2 separate regions of the Sus scrofa genome follow, and region 2 is linked to region 1. The links are chromatin contacts, called in public Hi-C maps. All regions are on one chromosome and are shown on one strand. Each heading gives the region's core, a stretch centred on a gene start, on an enhancer-like site or on the middle of the called end of the contact. The rest is flanking DNA. Distances are from core to core; before and after follow the strand shown. Region 1 holds the start of SETBP1 (SET-binding protein). Region 2 overlaps SLC14A2 (urea transporter 2).

Evidence for each region. Hi-C and Micro-C count contacts between places; a contact is called where the count stands out from the background.
Region 2: a contact with region 1 is called in a Hi-C map of embryonic fibroblasts, with 4 times the contacts expected there. The contact joins the enhancer-like site here to the promoter of SETBP1 in region 1. A contact is called at or near these places in 7 of 47 Hi-C or Micro-C datasets (embryonic fibroblasts, heart right ventricle, mesenteric adipose tissue and 4 more).

Annotation. Positions count from the first base shown.
Region 1 is chr1:94,292,598-94,296,713 of Sscrofa11.1, reverse strand. SETBP1 (SET-binding protein) reads right to left here and starts at 1,382. Exons shown (of 7, transcript XM_021092436.1): 1 at 765-1,382.
Region 2 is chr1:95,253,065-95,256,822 of Sscrofa11.1, reverse strand. All of the region lies in intron 3 of SLC14A2 (urea transporter 2), which reads right to left. Among named protein-coding and RNA genes, the nearest start is that of SLC14A1, 100 kb to the left of the region's middle. Within about 2 kb of position 2,347, at least 19 of the 83 cell types and tissues checked have an H3K27ac peak or open chromatin away from gene starts, as enhancers often do. A contact at or near this core is called in embryonic fibroblasts, mesenteric adipose tissue, omental adipose tissue and 2 more, where this site is marked.

The sequences.
Region 1 (4,116 bases), core at 133-2,632:
AAGGGAATTCCTGTCTTTTCAGAGTCCCAAAACCAGAGAGCAGGAGAAAGAGACTCAAATCCATTGATTAAGATTTTAAGGAAAAGACTAACACAGAGCCACGACACAAGCACACACCAACCTTCGCCGGCTGGACCACTTCTTCCCTGTTCTTCTTTCTATCAACGACACGTTAGATTCTGATATATTCTCCCCCCCCACCCCCCAAAAAATTCAGCTATATACAATGTAGCTCTCTAGCTCCACTTAACCTGCAAGTTACAAAGAGGGGGGGGGAAATATCCTGCCGCCTTCCCACCCCTTTCCTTACCCCCTCCCCCTCTCGAGTCCACTCCACCAAAGCCAAACCCGCCAGCTCCAGCAGCCGGCTGCCGGACCGAGGGAGGGTGCAAAAGGCTGCGGCGGCGGCGGCAGGGGGTGGGGGAGATCAGATTAGGCCAAGCTCAGTAAGGTCCCAGACCTCCAGCCCGATGCTGCCACCCTCGCCGCCACCAACGAGCCACTCCAAATGAGCCAGCATCACTGCCCACAGCCGACGGGCCGGAATTGCGCCCATCCTCGGCAGCCTCGCCGGGACCTGCATCCCGCCCCTTCGGCCCCGACTCCCCTTCCCGCCCGGTGCAAAGTCAAAGCCCCAGCGAGGCAACGTTAACTTTTGCATGCAGAGAACACACACCGCCCCCGACCCCGGGCGTGCGGGGGCCCGCGGTACGGCGGGAGGCTCGGCGCCCGGCTCCCGGACCAAGGTCGCCGCGCGTGCTCACCCACGTCCCGGCGGCTCCGGCTCCGCTGGCCCAGCGCTCGCTCAGATCCCGGCTCCCGTAGCTCGCCCGAGCCCCCGAAGGTGCTGCTGCGGCAACTCCATGGCGATGAGCATCTGTCACACGGCGAGCAGCGGGCTGGCCGCCCTCGCTCGGGGGGCGCCGGGGCCCCCGGGCGCGCGGAGGCGGAGGCGAGCGGCGGGCGCCCAGAACGGCCCAGCGCTTCCCGCCCGGCGCGGCCGCCTCCGCCGCGCCACCGATTTACGGAGAGAGATATCAAGGGGGAAAATGGCGTCTCCGGAGCCCGAGGAGTCCTGGAGTAATCACATTCACACACACACACACACGCACGCACACACTCGCACACCGCGCGCCGCAAGCCCGGCTAATTTTAGCAGAAGGGCCCCCCCCCAATTATATATATCCCCGTCTCTCCAATCAATGCTATTTTTTTTTCTTTTCTTCAAAGGATGGATTGGAGCCTTAAAAAATGTTGCCGGCTATGGGTTCGCAGGAGGCAGCGCGCGGAGGGCGAGGGCGCTTTTGCTGAGCTGTGCAGTTCGTTCCGCGGCGCCGGGCGGCCCTGCCCGCCGGCTCGTTCGCCCGCGGTCGCTACTGCTGCCGCCGTCGCCGCCGCCGCCGCTCCATGACCGCGCCCGCCCCGCGCCCCCGTCGCGTCCCCTCGCCACCCGCCCCCGTCCCCGGCGAGCGCTGGAGTGGGGTCGGGCCCAAGTGCCTGCCTCCCGCGCCCTCTCCCGAGTCCCGGAGTCCTAGTGAAAGGAAGGGGGAGGGCGCGGGCGGGGGAGGGGGAGGATCGGAGCGGCCGCGCGGCGGAGCTGAGCGGGGACCGCCACCCCGCGATCTGCTTCGGAGGGGGCGCGGGCTCCCACACCTCTTGCCCAACCGGCCGGGGGCCGCTTTCCTACTTGCGCCGGGGGTGGCACAACCAGTAACCAACAAGCACCTCTCCCTTCACCCTCCCTCAGTGAATTTTTGTGAATTTCGATCAATTGGGAAGAGTGGGGATCTTGAGCGGGAGAAGGAACACAGTTCGTGGAGGCGGATCGGGGACCCCTCGTCGCCCCCCGCGCCCTTCTTGCTTCCCCAGCGCCCTCGAGGCCCAGTGTCTCTGCGCGCCCGAGTCCGCCGCGGAAACTGGGCGGCCGCGGGGACCGCGGCGGACTAGGCGCCGGCTCCGGGGCTCAACACTGCCGCTATCTGACACAACAGGAGCAGTGTTGGGGGAGCTGTGTTCCGAGGCGGGAGATGTGATAGGCTCTGAAACTGGGTGCATTTTTTTTTTTAATCTGGTAATTACATTTCAGGGGGTTATTTTTTTGTTAAGCGACACGTATGCCTTCAGATGCGTATGTGCATTTTCTAGTTATTCACAAAAATTGGACAATTGATGACGGGAAAGACACCTTGAGATGACGTTGGCATGCAGTTCTCTATTCAGGATAGTGGAAAGAATAAAATGGAATATCTTCAGTTCATACAAAATATGGTGGTATTTTAATTTGGCTGTTTGTTTTCGGATTGCAAAGGGGACCTATTCAGGCCACTCATTTGCAACCTCGGGCAACTGAGAAATGGAACCCCTCAGGGGCATGTCTACATTATAGGACAATATAGGACAGAAATGGTTTAAGGGGGTTTGCAAGTGGTTTTTCTTAAAGACCTTGAGTAGAGTTTAAGATACCTATTCTCAGAGCCCTGGGAACCTTGAGAAAATAAAGAGATAATCTGAGTAGCTGATAGGAATGCACACAACACAGGTCTCTTAGTCCTAAACAATCTCCAATGCCAGCATCTTGCAGTCATTCAGCAAATAATTATGTAGCATGAACTATCTCAGACATGATGGCAGCAACTAGAGATTCAAACTCAGAATTCATAACCCAGTGAGAGACTGGCATGCAAACTTTGAACTACATCTAATGTATGGAAATATCAGAAAGGAGATGTTTACAAAGTACATGGAGCACAGACACAGAAATGGTATGAGGGTGAGATCAAAAATAATATTCTCTTGAGAATTGCCCCACATTTATTACCTGTTTAACATAGCCCTTTCCTTTTCCCCTTTTTACGAATATACCTTTTTCCCTCTAAAACCTGTTTTTCTAACCAAGATAAAAGTTTTGAGGACAGGTCTGTGCCTTGCATGGGCAATGCCACTAAATGTAGGCAAGAATAAATGTTCCTCTGATATCACCAAATAACTGACTGGCTGCCAGATGGGCTGTCATTTTGTGCATTAGACAACCCTATGCCTAACCTGTAAAATGACTATAATGATACTCCCTCCCTCTCCCAGGCCACACCAGAGATACTGCAAGGAGCTGCAAGATAATCATGCCCCTACAAGGCTTGAGAGCCAGATAAAAGGCATACAAGCAAGGTATAGTTCAAAGTACAAAGGTAGGTCATGTCATTTTTCACATCTCTGAAACTAAAGGTAGAAAGAAATGAGTCAAACGCCTCCATTCTTCCTTTATAAGAAGTTGAGATCAAATAGTATAATCAAATCCTCAGAGCCAGTCATCTTCCCTTCTTGTGTTCAAATACTGTATTGATTCTCACCTTTTTAGAAAATGAAGTAGTATTATCTAATGTAGTGTTTCTCAATCCTTATTGTCAATCAGAATTACCTGGGGGAAGTACTGATGCTTGAGACCCATATTGATTTAATTGGTCTTAATAATAAATGCCCTGGGTGCTTCAAATATGCAACTAGAATTGATAATCACTGATTCAATAGAAAGGGCATGCTCCCACATTGTGATCAGGATACTTAGAAAGCCCCTACCCTCTTAGTTCCGGTAAGTATTAAAGAAGGTGTACTTAACCAAAGGAAGTGAATTTTAGAGTAATTTTTGGAGTTTGGGGGCAATTCAGGAAATGTAAAAATTGGGGGTATGTTTTGATGATGTAATGAAAAGACCACAGACCTGATTTTTAAGGAGACTAATTTCTAAACTTATTTAGAAAGTTCTCTCATCTCTCTGATCCTCAGATCCCACTTTTGAAAAAGGAAGGGTATCCTAAAGTCTTCTGAGGACCGAGCCAGCTCTCCATTTTTTTTATTTCAGGACATAAGAGAGTCCGAATAGGACAGTGAGAGCATATTGGGAACAATCAGAGTGGGATGTCCTTAAATTAAAAAAGATACTAAGGGAAATAGGAATTCATTTGCTTGACTCTGCTCTGTAGGGCATAGCAAGCCCTGATCAGCTCAAGTAATGGGGAGGCAGATCTCATCTTAATACAATGGAAAACACTATGATTGGGTCTAAGACGAGAACAGATGATTTTATTTTGTTTGTATGTTTGTTTGGGTTTTTTTTTTTTT
Region 2 (3,758 bases), core at 1,098-3,597, 960 kb before region 1:
TTTCATAAGCCCACATAACCTCGGCAGGAACAACGTGATTGCCTCTCCTCTGGGGAACACAGCGTTCCTTTGCCATGGGAATGTTTATCCTGTTCAAACGGGGGAATTTTGGCTTTGGGGTAGGGGCGAGACATGCAGCAAAAATGGCCTTGTAAAGAGAAGGTCACCGTTTGGAAAGAGCACAGGCTGTGGAAGCTGAGATGCCCAGCCTCACTCTTTTCCCTGCCACGAGGTGCTGCGTGGGCCTCTGTTCCTCCCCTTCTAATGGGTTCTTGGGACAATGAAATTGCTGCTTGGTTCTTGGCACACAGTAGGCCCTCAGTGATTTTTAGTTTCCTCTATTTGTGTGCTCCCCAATTGAAGGGAAAAATGGCTAAAACAACCAGATGACGTGCAAGCTGGCGGGTCAGAAACAGAAAGCCTTTCAAAAGTTTCCATAAGGCGGCGGCCACTTGTTAAAACTGGACGATGAAATTGCTGCCCGGGCCACGTCCCCGTCTGAAGGCGGCCAGCCTCAGAGCCTATCCCCGGCTCAGCTCTGAGCCAGTCCATTAAACCTGCTTCCAAGAACACATAATTATCCGCTTGGCGTGAGAACGCTCTCCTTGGCTGCCTGTACCTCCTCTTCTCCCTCAGAAATATGGACAGAAAGGGCTGTTTGGATCAGCCTCACATCTCTCCAAAAAGCCTGGCCTCGTGTTCCCAGAAGGGGCCTGCCCAAAGGCACCACACCGAGCCCTTCCCTCCTCTTTGTAAGAAGCTCTTTGTTGGATCCCTACTGTGTGCCCTTAGGCTTCCCCAGGGGGACCACAACTGCCAGGCTACCGTCAGCAGACTCAGAGTGGAGGGAAAGTGGGGTGGGGGCAGGGCCGCTGGGGCTGCTGTAAGCGTTCAGGGCAGTTCCCCAACCTCCCAGGCCCCTGGGGAGACCTGCCCAGGCTTTCACACCAGGACTTGGCTGAGCAGGCAAGTGGGAGGCGAAGACGCCAGGCCAAGGAAACGCCTGCAAAAAATACACACCTGGTTTGTGCCAGAAGATCCCAGGGGTAGACCTGCTGGAGTAGGGGTCAGCTGGCAAGACAAAGTGAAGCTGTGTGTCAGAAGCCATACTGTGAAGAGTTCTCGGTGGTAAATTTGGACCCTAGTTCTCCCAACATTAGCAAAGATGGCTCCCACTGTATTGCTCTCATTTTGAAATTCTCCTTCTGGCTCTTTTCTCTAAAAGGCTGTCTGTTTCTGGCACCCATGCAAGAACATGCCCAGTGGGGAGAGGCTGCACCCTCCCTGGCACACGCTTGCACATTTGAGAGGAAAGGGCCTGAAATTAAGGGGTTTCTGGAGTTTTTGGTGTGCATCAGTATGTAGCTGTCCCTCCCTGTGGCCTGTCGGGTTTAAGTCTGAAGGAGACCTTGTCCTGGGGCTGAATCTAAAGTAGTCTCATGTATGTCATCTTGCACCCACCTGAGTTAGGAGGTTGCTGAAGTTCTGGAGAAGGAAACATGATTAAGTTTTCCAAAATTTGTGTTGCATTGATACATTTTGCCCAAGGCTTTGCAATTATGGGAATTTGTGATTATGGGAAAGGAGAATTTCCATAAGTCTCTACAGTCTCAAGATTGAAAGGGATATCCTTTGCCTCTCTCAAACATTTTGTAGTGCCTCCGACTGTTGGCTGCAGTCCCATGACCCCATGAGGCAGGCTGTTCTCACTGTGAACAGCTCTGATTACTGGAAACCCTTGGGTCCGGAGAGCTGACATCAAGCCTCTGGGTTTTACCCATCACTGGTTCCAGTTCTGTCATCCTGTTGGCACAGGACACACCCCCCCCATCACACATGAGAACACTGCAGAGATTAACTCTAAGCCTTCCTTTCTCTACGCTGGACCTCTTGAGCATCCCTCGACTTGGCTCACCAGACAAGATCTCCAGACTCTCTGCCATCTTGCCACTGGATCACAGAGACAGCAGAATAAAAGGCAGGGACCTTGCTCTGAAAGGACCTCGCTGAGCTGGCTGAGTCCCTGCACCAGGGGCTCTGCTGATCTCTGAACCGCGTGGCCAGCTGCTGAAAGGTTGAAATCAGCTGCGCATGGCTGAGTGGATGCTGGAATAGGGACAGAATAGGCCTGTGGGCTGGATCCCCACGGAGGTCAGGGAGGGATAAGGCTGAGAGAGAGTCTTGGTCACTAGACAGATAGGCAGGGGAAAAGAGGAAGGGGCCTGGCCAGCCATTGGGCCAAGGTGAGAGGTGCCTTTCTCAGGGCCAGTTGTGTAAGAGGCTGGCTGAGAGCTGCCTCTTGTTAGGGGTGGCTCAGAGCTTTTCTTGGCAGCTCCAGCCCAGTGAGTCTAATGTGGGCTGAGCAGAGCCTGACTCACTGGGGCCAGAGGGTCAAGCTGGGAGGGACTGGGGCAGCATGGGTCCTCTGAGCCATGCACAGACTCTGGGGTTGCACAGTTGGTGCCTATCTTGCTGGCTCTCCTGCAGGACCAGGGCTGGGAATCTAACCAGGGCCCTCAGCTGAAAGGCTCAGGAGCCTATGTGGGATGAGAGTAAGAGGCTGGACCTTTGATCTCTCCCTTAGACTTTCTTTCTTTCCTTCTTTCTTTTTCTTTCTTTCTTTCTTTCTTTCTCTTTCTTTCTTTCTTTCTTTCTTTCTTTCTTTCTTTCTTTCTTTCTTTCTTTCTTTCTTTCTTTCTTTCTTCTTTCTTTTTTCCTTCGCTTTTTTAGGGCCGCACCTGAGGCATATGGAGGTTCCCAGGCCAGGAGTAGAATTAGAGCTGTAGCTGCTGGCCTATGCCACAGCACAACAATGCTTCCTCAGATTTTCACCTGTGTTTGGAAGGATATTCAGAGGGGTGCCCACGCCCTTCTCGGCGGACACTTCTCAAGTGGTCTGACCCTTCCCCAGGCTGGGTACTGGCCCCTGTCTCACCATCCCAACAGCAGCCATTACTGGGCCACCATACTTCTGCTTGAGGGCCCCAACCTACATTAGTCTGCTCTCTGCCACTGGGCCAGGCCCTCCCCTGTCCAGGCCGGCCCCCTAGTCCTCTCCATGTCACCACTGGTGATGGATGAGTCATCTTCAAACACTGCTTGGTCATGCCATGGCCCCAAAAGCTTCTGAGGTGCTCTGCACCTGTCTTGCCACCTCCAGGCATGACCCGTGGGGCTCAGGTGGCACAGGGGAGCTCGCTGCTCTGGGGGTGAAATGTTTTTGGAGGGAAATAGTTGTATATTTAAGCAAATATGGCATATTACAAAGTAGAGTGCACACTTTCTTATTTTCAAACATTTTGAGTCTGTAGGTGGCTGCTTCAGGTGTGTCTTCAAACCACCTGGGGACAATGTGTGGGTCAGTTGGGGCTACTTGAGGGAAAAGTTAAGCAGCCTCAAAAGTGGCAACTGTCCTCGCTCTGCTGTGGTTCTGCCTCTGGGCTGGGCCCCTGTGCCTGAGCTGATTTCTAGCTTCTCCGTCCACAGCACTTGTCCTTTTCCTGTGCAGGAGGCCTCCTCAGGCTTGATTCTCTTCAAGTGTGTTGTTCTCCATTGTCCACCTGGATCCTGTCCCCAACCCACCCCCATTGTTACCATGGTGACTTCCTGATCACCCACAGGTGTTCTGACCTTGCCTTTGACCTGTGGGGGTTGGTATCTGTTTCACAGTGTAACAGCCACACACCTACACACACCCTACATGCACACTCTCATCCACACATGCAGTCATGTGCACACACACACACACTCACGCATTC